2 separate regions of the Sus scrofa genome follow, and region 1 is linked to region 2. The links are chromatin contacts, called in public HiChIP or PLAC-seq maps. All regions are on one chromosome and are shown on one strand. The core of a region is the stretch at or near the end of the contact, and the rest is flanking DNA. Distances in the headings are between cores, read along the strand shown.

What was found. HiChIP or PLAC-seq counts read pairs in DNA pulled down with a chosen protein or histone mark.
Region 1: an H3K27ac HiChIP or PLAC-seq map of alveolar macrophages shows a contact between it and region 2. The contact joins the promoter of RBM28 here to the enhancer-like site in region 2. A contact is called at or near these places in 6 of 47 Hi-C or Micro-C datasets (alveolar macrophages, embryonic fibroblasts, heart right ventricle and 2 more) and 1 of 2 datasets of contacts at active chromatin or transcription factors (alveolar macrophages).

Annotation. Positions count from the first base shown.
Region 1 is chr18:20,033,039-20,037,378 of Sscrofa11.1, reverse strand. RBM28 (RNA-binding protein 28) reads right to left here and starts at 3,074. Exons shown (of 19, transcript XM_021078708.1): 1 at 2,821-3,074. The coding sequence starts at 2,938.
Region 2 is chr18:19,722,168-19,726,930 of Sscrofa11.1, reverse strand. It overlaps KCP (kielin/chordin-like protein), which reads right to left. Exons shown (of 43, transcript XM_013990798.1): 12 at 2,561-2,654; 13 at 2,372-2,451; 14 at 2,198-2,291; 15 at 1,741-1,826; 16 at 1,585-1,666; 17 at 1,184-1,336; 18 at 988-1,094; 19 at 813-906; 20 at 2-175. Among named protein-coding and RNA genes, the nearest start is that of ATP6V1F, 32 kb to the left of the region's middle. Within about 2 kb of position 2,205, at least 2 of the 83 cell types and tissues checked have an H3K27ac peak or open chromatin away from gene starts, as enhancers often do. A contact at or near this core is called in alveolar macrophages, where this site is marked.

The DNA of each region.
Region 1 (4,340 bases), core at 1,825-4,324, 310 kb before region 2:
TATCCTGTGAAATGAGAGGAGGTTAAGTGGCATGTCCAAGTCACCACTACTGGCAAGAGCTCGTCCCACACCCCTTCCCTCCCATTCCATCAAGTGCAGCCCTTAATACACCTGGCTGTCTGGACAGCAAAGCAGGGTGTTTTTGGTTTTTTTCTTTCTTTTTTTTTTTTTTAATCGGAGCTTCTGTTAAAGTGTAGACTACACACATAAGCTATAGGTAAGGTTACATGAAGCCTATGTTCCAAAGACCCAAAGGAGAATTCCCATTCAGAGGCCTGTTCTTCCCTGGAATAAAACCAACCACTGTTGGGTAGCATTTCTCAAACTGCTTTGATAACCCACAGTAACTGAGAGTGGACCCAGGACATATTTTTACATAAAATCCCCCAAAAGTTTTATGAATACCTATCCTTTATCACATATGAATATACTCCTATTTCACTTAATAACAAAAAACCCCTATAGTCATAACCCACTCAAGACCCACTAACAGACAACATTCTGCTGTTTAAGAAACATTTTTTTCTTTTTCTTTTTTTTTAACAGCCACACCTGTAGCACATGGAAGTTCCGGGCTAGGGGCCAAATTGGAGGTGCTGCTGCAGGCCTACACCACAGCCACAACATGGGCTCTAGGGTGCACCTGCGACCTACACTGCAGCATGCGTCAATGCCAGATCCTTAGTCCACTCAGCAAGGCCAGGGATCGAACCGGAATCCTCACAGACAGTATGTTGGGTTCTTAACCCACTGAGCCACAGAGGGAACTCCAGAAACATTTCTGTATAGCACTCTCATTCTCTCACTCACCCATATCTATACTTAAAATAACAAAGAACCAGGCAGCGGCTGTGGTTTGTAGAGCAATCAGAGCCTTGTTCACAATCCTAACTTTAACGTCTGTTACTAACAAACTAGAGGATAAGGATGGCTTGGTTATTAGCACACTGTTAGCCTGCCTACTCACATACTCAGGTACCAGGCGGGTGTGGGGAGATGGTACACACGATATTACTTTCCACCAGTTCTCCTGAAAAGCAAAGTGGCAGCCATCTACAAAGACATCCTGATGACTTGGAAGGAAGCTAAATGTATGTTCTGGGCAACATCGGGTGCCTATTTCAAATGGTCCCCTGACACAGTCTAGATAAGAGGAAGGAATACTTCTACAATTAAAACCCTTACAATTCTCCCTCATTCTAACATGCTAACCCTCCTTCACACTGATGCCATGAGCATCAAAAAGAATGTGAATTATACAGGACCATTCCAAAAGTCAGTACATATCTCTAGCAGCTCAAGCCAAAATGTTTGAAGTTAGACGTGAACTTGACTCCTTGACACTGCTTTTTCTCATACCCCACATTTGATCCATCAGCAAATTCTTTAGCTCTACTTTTTTTCTTTTTTTTTTTTTAGGGCAGCACCCTTGGCATATGGAGGTTCCCAGGCCAGGGGTCGAATCAGAGCTGTAGCCGCTGGCCTATGCCACAGCCACAGCAATGCCAGATTCGAGCCACATCTGCACCACAGGTCATGGCAACGCCAGATCCTTAACCCACTGAGCAAGGCCAGGATTGAAGCTGCATCCTCGTGGATACTAGTCAGATTCGCTTCTGCTGAGCCACGAAAGAGACTCCTCTACTTTCAAAAACATCCATATTCTAATCACTTTTTTACCACCTTCAATGCTACAACATCTGGTCCAACACCATGATCACCACATGAGCCTAACTGGTCTCCCTGCTTCTGTCCAAGTCTCAACACAGCAGCCTGAGAGAATCTTCCAAAATGGGAAGTCAGATGATGTTTACTGCTCCATGCTCAAAACCAGTAGTTTCCTATCTCAGAGCCAAAGCCAAAGTCCAAGATCTCATCTGGTAATTCTCTTCTTTCACTCACTGTACTCCAGTCACCCAGGTCTCCTCGCTGTGCCTCCAATATACTATTCACACTCCTCTTCAGTATCCTTGCGCTAGGCTGCTCCTCTGGCTGAGAAATAAGTGTTCACCCTCTCAAATCCCTAAGGCCTTCCCTGGGGACTCCCCGACCCCTCTCTCTACAGTTTCCCCACCAACACCACACATACATTCAGACACTCACTCCCTAATTTTCTTATTTTAAAATTATTTTTATTTTTCATTATTTTTCTCCTCAACGTTTATCACCATTATCACTATATGTTTTGCTTATTTATTGGCTGTCTTCCCCATCTTGAAGACAAGAGCCAGATTTCTGGATTGGGTCTGTGCACTGCTGTATTCCCAGGCCCTACAATAGTGCCAGTGACAGAGCAAGCATTCAATAAATACTGAGGAAATAAATAGCCGGGTGTATGAATAACATATTGGTTAAGAGCTCTGAGTCTGGTGATCAAATTCTGAATCTGCTACTTGCTAGCTCTACAAACTGAAGCTAACGTTCCTAAATTCTCCGAAGCCCTAGATTCCTCTCCTGTGTAACAGGGTTAAGGTCCCACCCAATTAGATTGATGGAACGCACGGCACCTGGCAATCAATCGATTCTCAATAAGTTTTACTGATGTTTGATTAAAAATTACTTATGTTTACTATGAAACAGAATCTTATATGTGAGCGCACATAATAAAGGAAAGAGGTACACAAACTCAAGGGACTGACTGGAGTTTCAGAAACGGTCTCTATGGATTCATCCAGAGCAGAGTCAGTTTGGAAAAGAAATTTAACCTCCAAGTCCTTTCACTGAGGGGAGAATAAAGTATTATGAAGTTTGGGAGGGTGTTCTCGCCCCCATCCGGCTCCCAGGAACCCCAACCCTGTCCCCGATCGCCCCGCCCCCTACCTTTCTCAGTCACCACGAAGCACTGCTTCACCGGCCCCACCTGACTGAACAGCTCCTCTAGCTGCTCGCTTCGGGCCGAGGGTGGGAGGCGGCCCACAAACAGGGTCAGCCCCGCCATGAGGCAGAGAAACGGAGACGGGCAGGGCCTCAAGCAAACCTAGTTGACGCACGTGAGTCCAGGAACTGACTTTGGTGAGCCGACCACGCCAAGTTGCCGGGAAACCCCGGAAGTGCTCGTCGCTCAAAAGCGTCCGGAGGAAAACAGGGTGGAAGGGGAAAAAAACAGCCCGGAAGGAAAAAAATCGTACCGCCCAGGGGCGGAGCTCCTCGAGTGGGGCTCCACCCCTGGTCCAAGTACCGCCCCCTGTCTCTGTAGGGAAATTTGGCGTCGCTAGTTTCTACCCTGCTTAAAATCTCACCTTCTGGAGATCTATACCAAACTCAGCCAGGCAGGCAAGAGAAGTTATTTTTGCTCTGGGCTTAACCCAGGATATAACATATAATAGATGTTTAATAAATTTTTTTTGAAGTGCCACCACAGACTCCCAGATTACATGCATAAAACACACAATATAAACACAAGTATGTCACATACTTCATTCTGACACTTCTCACGTTCTCAGAGACTATGAGACATCTGTCACACTATAGCAGATAACTCTAACCATGCCTTTAACAAGTCACAGACAAATTATAGTTACTAAAGTATATACAGGCACAGATCATACACGATCATTCTTTCAAAAAAAGTTACTTAGCTCCTACTATATGCCAAGCACTAGGGATAAAACTGGTGAGCTAAAAAAAGACAGGGCTCTTGGTCTTATGGAGAATACAGTGTAGTAGGGGTAGACAGACATTAATCCCCCCCCAAAAAAATTTTACAAATAAATAATAGCCCGAACCATGCAAGGTCACATGAGAATGCACCCAGAACAAACTAGACATCCAGCTTATACACACAGACCTAGAACACAGATCCTCCCAGAGATAGGAAATCTTTCCTCAGGTGAGCTTATCAGACAGGCCCAAGGCTGAGGAATCTCACTGACCAGGAGGTCTGAGTGCTCTGGATCCTGGCACACACAGTGTGTGCCATCCCACTGGTCCAGGCACTGACCTGTGTGTGCGAAACTGCAGCACTCTGCAGAATATTTGCACAGAACAAAAGTACCCAGTGCATTTTTTTAAACAGTATAACCTGAGCACATCCTAGGTAGAAAATTTTGAATGTACAAAAGATACAGTGGAAAGTGTTTCCCTTTCTCCTCAAATCTAATCGCTTTTTTTTTTTTTTTTTTTTTTTTTGCCACAGACACAGCATACAGAGTTCCTGGGCCAGGGATCAAACCCATGCCAGAGCACTGACCCAAGCCACAGCACTGACAATACCAGATCCTTAACCACTAAGCCACCAGGGAACTCCCAAACCCCATCTACTTTCAATATATTTTGGATAGATGGATGACTGGTTAATAGTGACAGGGGGAAGGGAGAATGGTAAACATCAGATATATGAA
Region 2 (4,763 bases), core at 956-3,455:
CCATTGCAGTTGTGCTGGCAACAGGGACCAGGCAGAGGGTGGGCACAGGAGGCCGTGGGGCAGACCCGAGGTTGACAGTGGGCCTGGCCTTCCTGACACTGGCATTCCTGGCAGGGGTCTCGGGGGTGGGAGAAGCGCTCCCCATCCACAAACACTTGTTTCTCCAGGACACAGTCTGGGCAGTGGGGGTGGGTGGTTGGGGCAAAGACCAAGAGTGCAAGGAGCAGGCTGACAGCCCCTTTGCCCTTGAGTCCAGAGCCACTGCAGAAGTGCCACTTGGAAGCTGTCTCCATGGAGGGAGACGAGCATATGTATCTCTCTGAGCATACCCGTGTGTGTGTGTGCGTGCACGCGTGAGCATTTGGTCCCTTTACCCTCAGGCAGATGTGTGTGCCCCTGCGGTTGAAGAGCTAAAGGGCTCATGCATGTGTGTGCCCGTGTTTGTGCGACTTGCCCTGCCCACTCTCGGTGCAGGGCCCCCAGCATCCCGGCTCCCCGTCTCTCCAGTAGAAAACCTGAACATTGGTTGCGAGCACCAGTGGCACACAGGTAGGTAGAGGCGGTGGAGGCGGTGGGAGAGGAAGTGTCGGAGGCGGGGAGGGTGTTGCAGCAACAGGAAGGGACACACTGACCTCTACCCTCTCCCACCCACACCCTGCCAGTTCCGGAGAGTGCCAAGCTGGGTCACATTGAAAGCAACTCAGAAGGCCGTTGCTTTCTAAGGTATGCACTGGGCCCATGGGGCCATGGAATGGCAGGATCTAGCCACCACCCCCCACTCCCGCCACCAGACAGGTGCAGCAAGCACATACCTGGGCACCTGGGGCAGCACTGGCCGGGTCCTCTCTGGGGCCTGGCACAGGTTGTGGGAGGGCAGTTGACCAAGGAGCACGTGACGGTCCCATCCTGGGAGCGGGTAAAAGGGCAATGGGGGTGGGTCCCGGGAGGAGGGGCTCAGCAGGGCAGCGGCAAGCCCCGGGGTGGTACCTCGCAGCGGCACGCGTGGCAAGGACTATCTGCATCTGTGAAGTTCTGCCCATTGGCATATACTTGGCCATGGTAGGTGCAGCTCTCACAGCTGGGGCAGCAGGCGCCTGGGTGGGGCAAGTGGATCAGAGCCCAGCCAGTCAGGGTGGGCTGGGCAGAGCAGGGGAAGAAAGCTAGATCAGGACGGGGTACTCACCAAGGGGCCGGGTAGGGTGCTGGCAGGGGGCTGGGGAGCAGAGCAAAGCCCTGCACATGGGCACCCCAGCCTGACAGGAGCAGGCCATGCAGGGCTGACCATCAGGCTCCCACTGGACCCCCTCGGCAAACTCCTCGCCATCAAGCACGCAGGCTACGCAAGGAGAGGCTGTCACCATGGCAACCCAGACACGTCCACCCATCCCTGTCCTTCGCACACCACAGCACCCTTCCCAGGCCCCTCCCTGGCTTTGCCACCCCCATGGCAGCCTCTGAACACACTCGGGAATGGCCGGTGGACTCCCCAGCAGCCCCCTGCCCCCGCTGTGAAGGAGAACTCCTCCATCTCTAGCCCCCGGACACAGCACCCTTTCCTGATGGCCCCCCCTCCAACACACACACCTGGGCAGAGCTGAGGGCCAGAGTCAGGCAGGGCACAGGGGGCCACTGGGCACTCCCGCTCCTCACAGGAGACCTCGCCGGCCTAGGAGGGAGGCTGGGTGAGAGGCCCTCCAGGGACGAGACAGGTCTGGGCCATGAGACGGTGAGTCTGCCTACCTGACAGGTGCAGTGGACACATCGGCCACTCTCTTGGAGTCTGAAGGTCTCCTGGCTCTGATACTGGTGTCCCTGGTACTCACAGCCTGGACAGGATGACAGAGGGACTGGGGGACAGGGCTGGAGGCCGACGGGGAAGCCTCATGGCACCCGAGGCATCCACCCCCAACCCCGACAAAGGACAGTCACCGTGTGTGTCTTCCACTCGGCCGGCCTCCCCGACCCCCCGGAGCAAGGGCTGGCCACAGTGCCCTGTGTGCCATGAGGCAAGGTGAGGACCCATCCCTCACCCTCACCTGGGGTGACCGTGCGGAGGTTTAGAAATAGTTTCCCCGGTACTTTAGTTCAAGGGGGCTTCCTGGAGGAACAGTGGAAGCAACTCCCTCCCCGCAGACCTGGAACCTCTCTTGGGCCAGTGTCTGCCCCTCCTCCCTGGTGATGCGAGCCCCTGACTCACCATCACAGACTGGGCAGCACTTCCCAGGGATCCTGCCTGGGTATCTGCAGGGCGTGGCTGGGCAGGGCAGAGGCTCACACTGGACACTCCCGTTCTGCCAACAGGACCTGGTCAGCACAGGAGAGGCAGGCCCAGAAGCCGGGCCCTCCCTGCCAGGCAGGCAGCCACACTCACGGCACAACGGCAGTGCGAGCAGGGGTCCCCAGAGCCCACGGGCTCCCCGCTGCGGTACTCCTGCCCGTTTAGGAAGCAGCCTGTTGGGAAGAGGGTGCTTTAACCCCTCTTCAGGGCCCCCTACCACCCCATGTGCTGGCCTTCGTGGGAGGCTTTCCGAGCCCCTCCAGGCCCCACCCCCTGACTCACCATCACACACGGGGCAGCAGGTGCCCGGGAGGGGCCGGGCAGGGTACGGGCATAGGCTGGCACATTCGTGCTGGCGGCACCGGATGTGGCCTTCCTGGTAGGGGGCAGAGTGGGTGGGGGGAGGGATGGCCGTCAGAGCTCAGCAAGTGGCAGAAACAGCATTTGAGTCCCATCGAATAAGTCCCATACACTTATTAGATGTGATGGGTTGTGTCCCCGTTCAAATCCTTATGCTGAAGTGCTGACCCGCAGTACCTCAGGGCGTGACCTTTAAATAGGCTCATAGCAGATGAGGTCAGGCTTAATGCAATGACTGGTGTCCTTGTGAAAAGAGGAAATTTGGACATGGACACACACACTCACAAAGGGAGAGCAACAGGCGAAGATGTTGGCAGAGGCCAAAGGATGCCAAGGATGGCCAGGCACCCACCAGAGCTCCTGGAACAGATGCTCCCTGACAGCCCTCAGGAGGGACCAGCCCTGCTGACCTCTCACTCTTGGACTTCTTCCTCCAGAACTATGAGATAATTCATTTCTGTTGTTTAAGCCACTCTGTTTGGGGTAATTTTTTTTTTTTTTACAGCAGCCCTAGAAACTAATAAACATGTATAACTTAGCATGTCACTTAATGTCCCTAGGCCTCAATTTACTCATTAAAAAAAGAGAGAGAGAGAGAGAGACAGGAGTTCCCACTGTGGCTCAGTGGCTTAAGAACCCGACTAGTATCCATGAGGATGCGGGTTCAATTCCTGGCCTCGCTCAGTGGGTTAAGGATCTGGTGTTGCCGTGAGCGGTGGTATAGGTTACAGATGAGGCTCAGATCTGGCGTTACTGTGGCTGTGGCATAGACCAGCAACTGTAGCTCTGATTCAACCCCTAGCCTGGGAACTTCCACATGCTGCAGGTGTGGCCCTAAAATATTTTTTAATTAAAAAAAAAAAAGAGAGAGCAAGGAGATCCTGCTGAATAGCATTGAGAACTTTGTCTAGATACTCATGTTGCAATAGAAGAAAGGGTGGGGGAAAAAAATGTAACTGTAATGTATACACGTAAGGATAACCTGACCCAATTGCTGTACAGTGGGAAAATTTAAAAAAAAATAAAAATAAAAAATAAAAAAATAAAAAAATAAAAAAGAGAGAGAGACAATAATAGTCCTGTCCTCATAGCCTTGTTATGGGGATAAGTACATGCTTGGCCGCCACCTCTGAAAGCTAGCAGCTGACGAATGGTAGCTGCTGCTCCTTCCCATGGTCCTTCCCAGACAGACCCATCCCTGGAGTTCATACCTACACCTGAGCTCAATACCTCCAGCCCCTAAGTGTCTGGGCAGCCAGTGACTCTGCTCACAGGTGGGGGGTGCGGGGGTGTCAAGATGAATGGGGGAGGGGAAGCACATGGCTGCCAAGGCACTGGCTGCCCCATGGCCTTCACCATGGAGTCCTTAGTCCTTGGCAAGGCGTCAGGAAGCTCTGTGGCTCTGGCTTCAGCTCCCGTGAACCACTGCCCTCCTGGACATGCACCCTGCCTGGACCCTGGGCCTCCATGTCCCTACCTTTCTCCTCCAGGCTTTGCCTTGACTCCTCCCTACACCTGGGGTCTCAGCCCATTCAGGCTACTGCAATAACATCCCATAGACCGGGTGGCTTATAAACAACAAAAATTTAGTTCTCACAGTTCTGAAGGCTGGGAAGTCCAAGATCACGGTGCAAGGTGTCTCACGGTCTGGTGAAAGTCCCAATCCTGGTTCATTAATGGCTTGTGTCCCCACATGGTGGAAGGGGGCAAGAGAGCTCTCTGGGGCCTCCTTTATCAGGGCACTAATCCCACTCAGGAGGGCTCCACCCTCATGACCTAATCACCCCAAAGGCCCCCACTTCCTAATACCTTCACTTTGGGGGTTAGGATTTCAACATTTGCATTTGGGGGACACACAGACACTCAGTCTATAGTATCTACAGTGTCCTTCTCCATCTCTCCCTCCTCAATCCTACTTGCCCCTTAAGACCTAAGTACACACCACCTCCACCCCATGAAGATTTTCTAGATCTGTGCTGCCTGTGAGAAACATAGCACGAGCCACATCTGTCATTTTAACTTCTCTAGTAGTCAAATTCCAAAACCTAAAAAACAGATGGAACTAAATTTTAATATTATGTTCCACTCAAACCAATATACCCAAAATGTTATTTCAACATGTAGT